Regions from separate parts of the Sus scrofa genome. Here region 2 is linked to region 1. Evidence: chromatin contacts called from public Hi-C data. All regions are on one chromosome and are shown on one strand. Each heading gives the region's core, a stretch centred on a gene start, on an enhancer-like site or on the middle of the called end of the contact. The rest is flanking DNA. Distances are from core to core; before and after follow the strand shown.

Evidence for each region. Hi-C and Micro-C count contacts between places; a contact is called where the count stands out from the background.
Region 2: a contact with region 1 is called in a Hi-C map of retroperitoneal adipose tissue, with 1.5 times the contacts expected there. The contact joins the promoter of PWWP2A here to the enhancer-like site in region 1. A contact is called at or near these places in 7 of 47 Hi-C or Micro-C datasets (embryonic fibroblasts, fibroblasts, heart right ventricle and 4 more) and 1 of 2 datasets of contacts at active chromatin or transcription factors (skeletal muscle).

What each region holds. Positions count from the first base shown.
Region 1 is chr16:63,344,611-63,347,805 of Sscrofa11.1, reverse strand. It overlaps LOC106506541 (a long non-coding RNA gene), which reads right to left. Exons shown (of 4, transcript XR_002339716.1): 3 at 2,259-2,632; 4 at 337-1,545. Among named protein-coding and RNA genes, the nearest start is that of FABP6, 43 kb to the right of the region's middle. Within about 2 kb of position 1,710, at least 16 of the 83 cell types and tissues checked have an H3K27ac peak or open chromatin away from gene starts, as enhancers often do. A contact at or near this core is called in retroperitoneal adipose tissue and subcutaneous adipose tissue, where this site is marked.
Region 2 is chr16:63,408,296-63,411,419 of Sscrofa11.1, reverse strand. It overlaps PWWP2A (PWWP domain-containing protein 2A), which reads right to left and starts at 1,522. Exons shown (of 4, transcript XR_002339711.1): 1 at 853-1,522.

The DNA of each region.
Region 1 (3,195 bases), core at 461-2,960:
TGTGAAGAATGATGGAAGTGATACTGTGTGACTTTCAAGGCTAAGTCATAAAAGGTCATCCAGGAGTTCCCGTTGTGGTGCAGCAGAAACAAATCTGACTAGTAACCATGATGTTGCAGATTCGATCCTTGGCCTCGCTCAGTGAGTTAATGATCTGGCGTTGTCATGAGCTGTGGTGTAGGTCACAGACGTGGCTCGGATCAAGCATTGCTGTGGCTGTGGTGCAGACCAGTGGCTGTAGCTCCCATTAGACTCCTAGCCTGGGAACCTCCATATGCCACAGGTGTGGCCCTAAAAAGCAAAATAAATAAATAAATAAATAAATAAAAAGTGATGCAGCTACATCTGGGACACTTTCCTCTCATTCTCCAGCCACCGCTGGGAGAAGTCCAAGCCACTTGGAGGGGCCCTGTATGGGCGCTGCGGTCCACAGAACCACCTGACCTCCAGCTCCAGCTGACATGAGGTCTCTTGGAAGTTCAGCCCCAGTCGAGCATTCACATGACTGCACCCTCAGCTGCCATGTGACCACAACAACTTCAGAGACCCTAAGTGAGAACCACCCATGTGAACCAAATCAGCACATAGAAGAGACAATAAAACATTGCAAGAGACAATAACACACTGTTATTTCAAGCCCCTGAGTTTGGGGGTAGTTGTGTGTGTGTGCATGGGTGTGAATATTAACTAGACCACATTGTGTGTGTGTGTGTGTGTATTTTTTTCTTGGCTGCTCTTATGGCATGTGGAAGTTCCCAGGCCAGGGATCGAATCCGTGCTGTAGTTGCAGCCTGAGCCACAGCTGCATCAATGCTGGATCCCTAACCCACTGTGCCACAAGGGCACTTCCTAGAACACACATTATGAACATAGATCACATATATTACCTACTCAAAATTAGTAATATCTTCCTTGTAACCATACAGGGATGGTGCTAAATGTAAAATGTGCAGTATCTCATTTATTTCTCACAAGTTCACTGTAGTCATCTCCGTTTCAGAGATGGGAAAACTGAAGCTCTGAGGGGTTCTTTGGTTACTGCCCAAGATCACCCCTCACAAAAGGCAGCCCCGGGATATGAAACCGGGAGGCCTCTCTGGCCCTGGGCTAGCCCCTGGGAACCTGCTCTCGCTCCCTGCCCCCCGTGGGCCTCACCTTCCCCCATGAGGAGTAGGGGAACAGGGGAGGAGTGGGAACTCACAGCCCACAGGGGCCTGATCAGTAACACAGAGGGGAGAAGTGGGCGTGGTGGGCTCAGCCCTGGGAAAGCCTGCTCAGCGTTGCCAGATTGTTAGATTTTTAAATAGAATCCAGAAATCAGATTTTCATGTGCAATCCATTCCTGTTTTAACACTGGCAACTGGATTTTTTTTTTTTTTTTTTTTTTTTTTTCATGTGTAGACTGAAAAGCAAAACAAAAACAAGAGCCTGTGGATTTGCCTCTCTGGACAAGAAGATCTCCAAGGAGTCTTCGGCGCAGACATCCTGACTTTCCACAGAGCCTCTCCAGGGAGACAGCGCAATTCCAATCTCAAGAGGCTCAATCTGAGGAAGGAGAGGGAAGGATGAAGACGAGAGGCCCCAGCTTCTCCTGCCGCTTCCCTCCCCGCAGGGAGGGGGACACAGTGGGTGCCGGGAAGCCGGGCCACAGGGAGCCACAGCAGTGCTGGAGAGCAGCTGAGCCTGCCGTCAATCAGCCGCCATGGGCTGCCCCCCTTCCCAGAGCTGTCTGTCCACTCCCTGGGGCTGCTGGAGGCAGGCGGGGCACCAGGGGAGACTGGATTTCCGCTGCTGCGGGCACCACCCCCGCCCATACCGGCCCTCTTCTCCACCTCCCTGCTCACCCCACCGCTTTTCCAGTGGGAACCCTGCCCCTGCCTCCTCCCCTGATCGACCCTCCTTAGCAGAGGGGATTGATCTAGTCCTCAGCTGTCTCTTGGGGCCTCTGCCCCCACCCCCCACCCCACAGTGTCTTCCCCACTCCCTCCTCAGCCTGCGGCCTGTTCCATCTTCACTGACTTGTCTTCCTCTGAGATCCAGCCAGGCAGAGCACAGCGGCGTGATTGATGAGCTAGGGAGCTCTGGCTGGCAGGCCAGTGGGCAGCCAGCCAGAGCCATGGCTCTCACAAGATAGCAGAGCTGCCCCTGGGAGAGCCCCCAGCTACCAAGATTCTCCCTGGGGTCACCCCTCTGCCCAGACTGACATGGCAGCCACTCTGTCCAGAGCAGATAACCCCAAGGGCCACTGGGTACCATACCTGGCACGCAACGGTCCTTCATTTGATGAGAGCGCTCTGTTCTCTCTCCATTCCAAAAACAGAGACCCAAGAAAATAAAGGCAGTGAACGCCTTAAAGCTGGAAACATTGTCATTCAGCCATGCCACTGAGTCCAGGTGTCTGTAATTTGTTCATTCATTCATTCCTGCAACATGAGGGTTTGCTCTGAGGATCACCACTTCATTGTAATTCTAGTGTGGTGTCGAGGGGCAGACTGGTTTGAATTCAGGCTCCATCGCTTCCTGGCTACATGACCTTGAGCATGTCACATCACCTCTCTAGGCTGCAGCTTCTTTCTCGTGGTTACTGCTGTGAGATTGTCAGATAACACACGTAAAGTTTTTTGGACAGGGCCTGGCAGATAAAAGAGATCCAGAAATGTTCTCATTCAACAAGTAACTGAGGGCCTACCACGTGCCAGGTTCAGGGGCTACAGCTCCAGAGCCAGGCAGATAAGATCCCTGCTCTCACGTAGCCTGCCTTGGAGAGAGGGAAGACTGACAGAAAACACCTAACTGAGCAGACAAACAGGAAAGAGCAGGAGAGCTAACAGGTCACAGGATGGTGAGTGGTGGCCAGGAGCCATGGGGGGTGGGGCGAGGGTAGGCCTGTGGACCCCTCCAAGGAGGTGATACTGGAGTAGAGTTGGGATGAGAGCACAGCCAGGTGAAAATCTGGGGAAATAGCTTTTTAGGTAGAGGGAAGAGCACATGGGAAGGTTCTGAGGCAGGCATAAACATTGGAATATGTAAGAAACCAAAAAAGAAGAGGGAGGGGCCAGCGTGGCTAGAAGAGCAAAACAGAAAGCATAGGAGATGTACTGGGAGACCTAGACAGGCCAGAGCAGCAAGGATGCGTAGCCTGGACACAGGCCTAATTGCAGATGCCATGGCGGGTACAGGATGGTCTGAGAGGCA
Region 2 (3,124 bases), core at 273-2,772, 64 kb before region 1:
TGCAAAAGAAGAGAATAAAAAGGTTAAGGTAACTCTAGACCTAGAAGAAAGTATCTTCTTCACCTGTTTAAAGTAATGCCCAAACAATTAAAAAAGGAAAATGTGGTACAAGAGGCTGGCTATTGAGTTCACACCCAAACGTTGTGGGTGAACTCAACCATTTAAACTGTATCGTTTGAGAAGTTAGTATTTGAATACTTTTATACCACATCTCGATACTAAAGGTTAAAAAAAAAAACATCTCTTCTTTAGACTTTTCTTAAAGCCATCATCATGATGAACCAAATATGCTTCCATACTGAACTTATCTAGGGGGAATTAGTTCTAACTAAGAATAACAGTCAAGGATCTCATTTTTAATAAATGCTTTTCCCTTTATAAGGAGTGACAGCCTTTTGGGAGTCCCAAAGCACACACCCCTTTTTTCAACCTCATTCAAGGCTAATTTGAGAACAGGGCAGTATCCCCCATCCAGCACCCCGTTCTCTGCAAAAAGCCTTCTGCATTTTGCATTAACCCATCCACCCTTGTGTGGGTGAGCCAGGGCCAGGTCATAGGAAAAGGCCGAGGCTGGGGGTGAGACCCGCAAGGCCGTCAACACCCGCGCCCCCGACCCGGCGGGACACCTGCACTCGCGGGCGTCCACCTGGGGCAGGGCCCGCCCTCCTGCGGCCCCACGCGCCTGCCCCTCTCGGAGCACGCGCCACGCGCCGCGCGGGACCCAAGGGCGGTACAGGCAGCAGGGCGCCTAAGAGGCGGGAGCCCGAAGTGAAGGGGCCGCCCAGGCTCGATCCCTCCCCGGGGACCGTGGGGGCCGGGGCGCCCGGGGGCGTGCTGGGGAGGACGCGGTACCTTTTGGACAGATCCATCAGGACCCCCGAGAAGAGCTTCTCCCCGAGGCGGAACGACACGACGAGCGCGTCCTCAATGATGTGGTCCAGCGTGACCCGCACCTCCGAGCCGGGGATCAGTTGCGACACCGCGGAGTCCCCGCCCGCCGGCGGCACGAGCGCAGGGGCTGCTGGCTGGGGCAGCGGTAGTTCCTGGCGCTCCTCGGGAGCTGGGGGCTGCTCGGGCGGCGGTGCAGGGGAAGGTGGAAGGTCAGGCCCCTCCTGAGACGCGGCTGCCGTCAGCTCCACAACACCGGCAGGCAGTTCGTCCGCCTCCAGCTCCAGCTCCGCCGCCTCCGGGCTGCAGGCGAGCTCCCCCGGCGGCGGCGGTGGCGGCGGGAGCGGGGGCTCGTCGGCCTGAGGAGAGGACTGCTGCCCGTCGGCCTCGGCGTCCGGCACAGATGCTTCAGTGGCCGTGACCGGGAGCGGGTCAGTGCCGGCCTCGCTGCCGGGGATGGGCTCCATCTCCGGCTCGGCCTCGCCGGCGCCCCCCTCCCCGGGGGACGCTGCAGTCGCTGCCGCCTCTGCAGCCACAGCCGCCATTTTCTTCCTGGCTTCTCCCTCCTCCAACTCCGGCTGCTGCTGCGGCGGCGGCGGCAGCGCTGCTGGGTTCCCCGGGCCTTCCCCGCCCTCACGCTAACAGTTTTGTCCCGCCCTTACCCCCCCCATGCTCGCTATTGGCACTGCGCCATTGGTTCCGTCCTACACCCCTCCCGCACTTGTGACATTCCACTGGTCAAATCAGGACGTCTATCACCCAGTCCATCCCTCCCATGCAGAGTAGGAACTTCTCATTGGCCGGGCGAGTTGTCAAATGTGGTATCTTAGAGGAGGAGTTGGGGACGGGCTCAAAGGGGGCGGGGGAGTCACCGAAGCTGAGCCTTATACTTAGCTCCTCTTTCTATTGGCTGGAGGAGAAAATAACGTCTTACAGTTGGTCTACCCTCCTGCCCATTATCAGCCGGTTTTTCAGAGGTGGAGTAAACGAGGGAATCACGTGGCGTTCCTACTCTTTCAAAGGCGACCGAGGGGTGGAGAAACGAAGTAATAAGGGAGGGGAACCGCCTCCCAGGAATCCCTGCGCAGAGGTCCTTAGAATAAATGTTATTTCTAGGCGCAGACCTGCTTGCTGCCGCGTGTGGGCACAGGCTTCTTTGAGAGGGACAACTAAAAGTTTGAAGATAATTCTAAAAAACAGTTTTTGAGCTCCTACCATGCAAGGCACTTGCACGGGAATAGAATAGAATAATGTGTAAGACATTCCCATAACCTCACTGCAGCTGCTCAAGCTCCCACAAAAAGTGTTTCCTCGACGTCGCTCTACTTTCTAGGAACAATGCACCTACTTATTCCAAAGTAGGAAAATGCTAACGAATCTCTTGCGAAGGAGGGCATTAAGAATCCTAAAGTGTCACTGAAGCAGCCTGGGTCGCTGCCACGGCCTGAGTTCAATCTCTGGCCAGACAACTTACATAGGCCTCAGGCGCAGGGAAAGGAAGAGGGAAGGAGAGAGAAAGGAAGGAAGAAAACAGGAAGGACACCATGCACACTAGATTAAGCTGATGATTGTCAGCTTAATGTATGTCAGAGAGCAGTCCTGGACTTTCTTGTGAACACTACTTTTTGGAAAGTGGTGACACCTGGCTCCTTGCTCCAGCTTTTTTCGTTCCGGGCCTCTCCTATGCCACAGGTGCAAAAAATCCTCTCTCTTCACCGCCCTAATGCTCCTACTTCTCTGTTCCCATTTTGTTTCTTCACTTGTGTAGAAGAATCTATTGAACCCATTTCTGACTAATTGCACCTCAGATTGAGTCTTTTCTCCAGAAGAGACTGTAGGCACTGAGAATGCCTACAGCAAAGAGAGAAAAGTTACCAGCTTTAGGTGGAGTGAAAAATGAAATTCTAAAGATTACTTACAGCTAATGTTTATTGAGCACCTCCTACGTGTAGGCATTAATACAAACACTTAGTATAATATCTCATTTCATCCTTATAACACTCCTATAAAGCAGGTACTATTAACCCCATTTTATAAATAAAGAAATTGAGGGAGTTCCCCTTGTGGCTGAGTGGAAACAAAACCGACTAGTATCTATGAGGATGCAGGTTCGACCCCTGGCCTTACTCAGTGGGTTAAAGATCTCAGTGTTGCTGTCAGCTTAGTGTAGGTCACAGATGCAGCTTGGATCTGGTGAGTCTTGGCTGTTGCATAGGCTGGCAGCTGCAGCTCCAAT